Regions from separate parts of the Mus musculus genome. Here region 1 is linked to region 2. The links are chromatin contacts, called in public ChIA-PET maps. All regions are on one chromosome and are shown on one strand. Each heading gives the region's core, a stretch centred on a gene start, on an enhancer-like site or on the middle of the called end of the contact. The rest is flanking DNA. Distances are from core to core; before and after follow the strand shown.

Region 1 (2,922 bases), core at 90-2,589, 84 kb after region 2:
CCAGACCTATGAAAGCACAGGAAGGGACTGGATATTGGACAGTCCAGCACTGTTAAATATGCCAAGCAAGTAAATGATGAGAAAGGAAGGTTGACTGTAGCCCCAGACCATGGGGAGTGACAGGAAGATGGAGCTGAGTGATCATCCAGCAGACTTGCCATACTAGCACATCAGCTCTTCTCTCAAGACTGACATGGGGGGTGGGGGGGGGGGGAAGGCTGGAGAGATGGTTCAGCGGTTAAGAGCACCGAAGGCTCTTCCAGAGGTCTTGAGTCCAACTCCCAGCAACCACATGGTGGCTCACAACCATCTGCAATAGGATCCGATGCCCTCTATTGGTGTGTCTGAAAACAGCTACAGTGCACTTACATACATAAAATAAATAAATCTTAAAAAACAAAACAAAACAAACAACCCTGACATGAGAACCCTGTTTCTCACTTAGTTGACTCCTGAAAATCTGAGTGCCTCCGGGATGAGCTGAGGGAAGGGACCATGTCTCCTGTGTCCCCTGGGCATGTCATGTTCTCAGTAGCACACAGATGTGTTCTCAGGATGGGTGCTGACACTGGCTGATGCTTTTTCTGCCCTCACTTCCGTCATGGCCAGGGCTGCTCCAGAATCATAGGCTAAACGAATTTTCCCTGGTTTGAGATGCAGCTCAGCTGTGTGTTGAACCCACTCAGGGGATCCAGGAGCCAGAAACTTGAAGACGCTTGGTACTTTGACTTATTGACCACACGAATTGTTTTTCTTCTAAGTTACAGACCAGATACCATGACAGCCAACATTAGTTAGTTGTAGATCCATAAACAGTACCGCAACATCATGAAGAAAGAAGGAAATGGATAAGGAAGCCACAAGGCTTCCCAGAGGCCTGCGAGGACACATGTAGGACACATAGCCATGGACAGGGCATCCATGACCAAACATGGCTGTCCCCAACCATGCCAGGAGGTGTTTTGATTTTCCTGGTAAAGAGAAAGCCCAGACCTGGAACACTCCAGCAAGCTGGGGGCAGGAGAGGAAGTGTCTACCCGCGGCAGGAAGCATGCTCTTGTGTTTCCTCTGACACTTACCTTTATACTGGAGGATGTCCTCGGTGTAGGCCAGCATACTGGGGAAGGTGCTACTGAGAAACAGCCCCAGGCTTGCGGTCCCCACAAACAGGAAGATGACATTGTAGGAGAAGATAAGCAGCATCAGGAAGGTCACCACCACTCCCACCTGTCACGGCAGAGGCAGAGGCAATTAGAGAGGGCACAAGGCTCCGGGCATCTCAGAGAAAGGGACGCTCACTCGGGCAGGGGCATCCTTGCTGGCCCGGGAGAACGGTGTGGTCCATGCGCCACCGTGTGGTCTCACTGATACCTGCACGGTTCCTAGTTTGGGATCTAGGAGGTCTAGGGAGTTGAGCCTCCCAGCACCTATCTATGTGCAGCTGCACCCTCCCACCCCAACACCCAGTAAACCCTGGGGGAATGACCGAGGGTCCCCAACGACTTCTCTGAATCCAGGTCATCAACATTCCCTCTCCCGATGATGGAGATGGGCAGTCTAACACCCCACTCTTCGGTTCTCTTCCTCTGACACCCAAGTTCTAGTGTCCAGAGTGAGAAAGCCATGAGCCAGCAGGATGGGTGGTGGACCTTGGTTTCCTACTCCCTGGGAATTCAACACAAGCACCCAGGAGGATCAGTGGCTATGGCAACCAGCTTGGGGCTCCTTAGATTTGACTTAAATCCCACTGGAAAAACCCTAGGAGAAGGTTGTGGTCCATGCGCTGGAGCTAACAAATCACCAGCTCAGATCGCCTGCTCAGATCTCTGTGGCCTAGCAAGGTCCCTACCTCACAGGCAGAATTTTGCTTAAACAACCCAGTTTTTAAGCTCTTTTTAAAAAATGTTTTTTTAATGTAAGCATTGAATGATTTTCACATAAACCACAGCTGGGAAGAAACCAGAGCTGTACAAGGCTTAGAGTCTGCAGCTCCTACTGCAGGTCTTAACTGCATGCCTCCCAGCCATGGAGCCCTGAAGTCGATGTCTCCATGAACTCTACATTCTTATCTTTACACCAGTAGTTACTGTGAGGTCTCAAACCAGGCACAAATCTCTGAGGTGCTTATTTCACATATCAAATTGAACTGACCACCAGGTTCTCCCAGCATCCCTCAGTCCCTGCCTGTCATAGAGTAAAATGGCTGGCATACCCTACTCTCTACCCTAAACTTCTCCAGCTCAGGGGCTGGGGTGGCCTCCCCAGCTGCTCTTCCTATATAATCCATACATTTTAGTTACATGGTCTCTTTTTGGTCTACCCTTTACTCTCCTGCCCTCTTGGTCTGGCTCTCCTCTCTTCTCTCCCCCAACCCCTCACATGGCTCAGGGTCATGTTCATTCTGGACTCTCACAGATGTCCCTGCCTCTGGCTATGTTCTCCCTTTTATCTACAATAAACCTTTCCTCTACCATACCTAGGAATAGTGCCTGCCCACCTTCCTTTCCCTTTTCCTTTTCCTTTCCCTTTCCCTTTCTCTTTCCCTTTTCCTTCCTTCCTTCCTTCCTTCCTTCCTTCCTTCCTTCCTTCCTCCCTCCCTCCCTCCCTTTCTCCCTCCCTCCCTCCCATCCCTCCCTTCCTTCCTTCCTTCCTTCCTTCCTTCCTTCCTTCCTTCCTTCCTTCCTTCCTTCCTTTTTCATTCAGTTAGCAAGAGGATGTCAAGGCTGATGGTGAAATGATACAAGAGACTTCAAAACTATTGCATTTCCAACAAATGGTATATTACTCTAGCATTCTCCAAAGGCTGGGAGACAAACCCAAGGCTTGGTGCATGTTTGGTAAGTACTCCACCACAGAGCTACAGCCAGCACTCTGTGTTCTATAGAAACCTCATGCTCTATACTAAGTCCTAGCTTGGTAGGG
Region 2 (3,273 bases), core at 212-2,711:
CTAGCCCATTTCTTGCTTTCCCTTTGACGTCTCTCTTTTTCTTCTATCCTTATCCTCCTACCTGGGGGTGCCTTTGGGGGGACAGCTGACTAGCTGCCTCGAACAGAACCCAGAAGATGGGAAGGACTTGCCCCCACGGTGCACAAGGGTTAACACTGGGTTAACACTGCAATCCAGGCCGGGGCGTTGGTGGGACACGCCTTTAATCCCAGCACTGGGGAGGCAGAGGCAGGCGGATTTCTGAGTTCGAGGCCAGCCTGGTCTACGAGTGAGTTCCAGGACAGCCAGGGCTATACAGAGAAACCCTGTCTCGAAAAAACCAAAACAAAAAAACAAAAACAAACAAACAAAACACTGCAATCCAGCACCATAGTGGCCAGTTCCCATCTAAGGCCATCCAGGTCCTCCATGTCAAAAGCATTTCCTGGGATTCTGTAGTGCAGATGGTCCCAGGACCCTATGGATACCCGATCCACCCCAGGGTCTCAAGACAGCATGCTGTAGTATTTGTACATAAACTTGCACATATCTTCTTGTGGACTTCTTCTCACTGAGACATCACACACATTTGATACGATGTAAATGCTCATATATGTAAGCTCTGGCTATATGTATCTTGCTCAGAGAATAAGAACAAAGGGGAAAATGTCTGTTTATATTCATACCGAGATGATGAAAACAACCCTTAGCCCAATATATAATATTCATCAACAACACATTTCCCTCTGATATTTTTATGATTACTTAGTCTCGTGCACCAAAAATATCTGCAGAAATGTCTAGCCTGTGGTATTGAGGTCAACAAGTCGCCTAAGTGAATGTCTCTCCACCTTAGACAATTCCATGGATGAAAGAGACACAATAAAGTCCCCACCCCCACCCCGGGATCAGCCTACGATTGCAACGCTCCCACCTGCACCCGCTTCCTGCCAGTCCAGGCATTTTGGAAACTTTGACTGGGAACATTTTGGTGGCAATTTATCACCTCTCCTTCCTTATACGCAACCACAAGTAAAAGAAGAAAAAAGAAGTGGGAGTTTTGTCTTTGAGTTGCAGAAAGAGGCACTGAGTTAGCTTTCTGAGAGCAAGGAAAAGTAGCTCTCAGAATGTGGCCGATCCTTTGAAGGCGTGGTCCAGTGCGGGTGGGTCGCAGTTGTGCCTGGACAGCAGGATGTCCAGAATGGCACGCGCGGGCAATGGTCGAGGAGCAGAGGGGAGGTACCCCGTGGAGCTGGGTAGTTTTTACCTAAATGTTTTGGTGGCAAGCGGCAGAGGGGGCGGTGCACGGCCCTAGGTAATGACAGGGCAGTCTAGGAGCCACGCGGGGGCTGCCCGTCCGGTCGCGACCAGAAAGGAGACTGCTTTTCCACCTCCCGCTTTCTTCCCTTGGGGACCGGCCCCACCCCTCCATCCCCTCCCAGCACCCCCCCACCTCCGACCCGCCTTGCCCCGCCCCCCTCCTGGCAGCCCCAGCGCGCATGCTCTCTCCCCCCACTGAGTAACCTGGAGATTTAAAAGGCGCCCGCTGGCGCGCGTTGGTGAAGCAGGGGTCCGAGCTCGCACGCGCCAGCCCCAGGTGACAGCCGCACGCCGGGCCAGGTAGGGGAGGGGCTGGTCCCGGCGGGAAAGGTGCGCGCGGGTGGCCGTGCTCGGCGGTGGCTTTCAGCACCCCGCGGGATGGGGCCGCTCCGTGGCGTCCCGGCCCTGCGCGAGCGGAGGCTCGCGGGGAGGGCGCGGCCCCTGGTGACCGGGTGCCTAGGGCGGGCGCCCGCTCGCGTCCGCGCTGAGTGCGCTTCCTCCCGGAGCGCTGTGCTGTGGTGCCCGCTGTCCCGGGCCGCGCGCGGAGGGCGGGATCGGAGCCGCGGAGTCCCGGGCCAGGCCGACGGAAGGCCGGCCGCCCCTGCTGCAGCCTCCCGCCGCAGAGTTTTCTTTGGAAAGTTGCGTTTATTTCTTCCCTTGTCTGGGCTGCGCCCGAAAGGGGCAGATGAGTCACCGCGGCGCGCACGGTCCACACTTAGGGAAGCCCTGGGAGGTCCTTCAACCGGGAGCCTTGGTCGGAGACAGAAGGGGACCCAGCTCTCTTGACCCTAGAATTGGAGCAAGGCTTTGGTGGAGTTGAGGCTGGGATAATGAGTGTAAGTGTACGTGTGCGATCCTGCGCCTTCCTTCTCTGCCTCCGTTACCCACCTGCGGAGAGTAAAAGCAGCTCCGGCTGTGGCTGCTGTGTCCCGAGGCTCAGGTGGGGATGGGGAGTACTCTACAGAGCGAGAAAGCGCTCGGCGGGCGGCAGCACGCCCGGTGGAGAAACTCCAGGAGCTTTGCAGGCTCAGCTCTTCCTTAGTCTCCGCTTCCTGACAGGGAACCCTGTGACTGCTCTGTCCCTTGCCCTCCGACTCAGCCCCCTCCTTCATGACACACACTTGACTCGTCCAAGGCCACGGAGAACTCGGTGCTTCCTCTTTCCCTAGGAGTATGAATTGTAGGTAGGAAGAGTTTGGCCCGGTGGGTATCTGGTGAGAACTTGATGCTCAGCTGTGACAGACCCAATCCTAGCTGGCTAGGTTGAATTTTGAATAGCCCAGCTAGGGCTTTGCAGACGGGCACGGAGTAGATGCAGCTTAGAATGACTGGCTGGGCTTCTGGAAGCTTTTCTCAGGAGGGTGAAACTGTTAAGGTTTCTAGCCTCTGTTTCCTACGCGTGAAGCACAATCCCTTTCCCAGAGTGTGAAGCCTCGGTGTGGGCCCACGTGCCTAAGGCATGGGGAACAGGTTGACATATGGAGCTGGGAAGAGAAGGGCCCAGGAGCTAGATGCTGGACAGAAAGCTGAGGAACCACACAGAACACTGTGTCCCAGGGAGTAAGTGGGACAGGATCTGAACCCTCTGGCCTTTCTGTTGGACCCAGTTCATCCTCTCATTCCTCCCTTATCTCCCGCCTGCCCCAGCTCCAGGGCTGGCCTGGAAGCAAGACTGTACTAAAACCAAAAGTGCCCAGAAAAGTTTGACTCACTGGCTGAGTCTAAAGATAATAGTACAGCTGTGGACATGCAGGCCCCAGTTAGGGTCTTTGCCAAGAGAAGCTTTCCTTATGCACTTTTGGAGTGGAGAGTGAAATCCCCACCCCCACCCCCGACCCCCCAATCCCTCTAACTCACTGAGTAACCCTAAAGGAACAGGAGGAGGAACTGGGCAAGGTCCTTGGGTAGTACATTATGCCCTGCATGCTGCTGGTTTTGGAAAAGATGTGTACTGGTCCCAAGCTAGAACTGGGC

What was found. ChIA-PET counts read pairs in DNA pulled down with a chosen protein or histone mark.
Region 1: an RNA polymerase II ChIA-PET map of memory CD8 T cells shows a contact between it and region 2, with 19 read pairs. The contact joins the enhancer-like site here to the promoter of Slc45a3 in region 2. A contact is called at or near these places in 6 of 39 promoter capture datasets (the 3T3-L1 cell line, the HPC-7 cell line, the SN4741 cell line and 3 more), 1 of 484 Hi-C or Micro-C datasets (bone marrow-derived macrophages), 7 of 115 datasets of contacts at active chromatin or transcription factors (craniofacial prominence, double positive thymocytes, embryonic basal ganglia and 3 more) and 3 of 9 other capture datasets (adipose tissue, liver and pancreatic islet).

Annotation. Positions count from the first base shown.
Region 1 is chr1:132,045,227-132,048,148 of GRCm38.p6, forward strand. It overlaps Mfsd4a (major facilitator superfamily domain containing 4A), which reads right to left. Exons shown (of 10, transcript NM_001114662.1): 7 at 1,080-1,227. Among named protein-coding and RNA genes, the nearest start is that of Mfsd4a, 21 kb to the right of the region's middle. Within about 2 kb of position 1,340, at least 27 of the 459 cell types and tissues checked have an H3K27ac peak or open chromatin away from gene starts, as enhancers often do. A contact at or near this core is called in memory CD8 T cells, where this site is marked.
Region 2 is chr1:131,961,454-131,964,726 of GRCm38.p6, forward strand. It overlaps Slc45a3 (solute carrier family 45, member 3), which reads left to right and starts at 1,462. Exons shown (of 5, transcript NM_001177628.2): 1 at 1,462-1,599.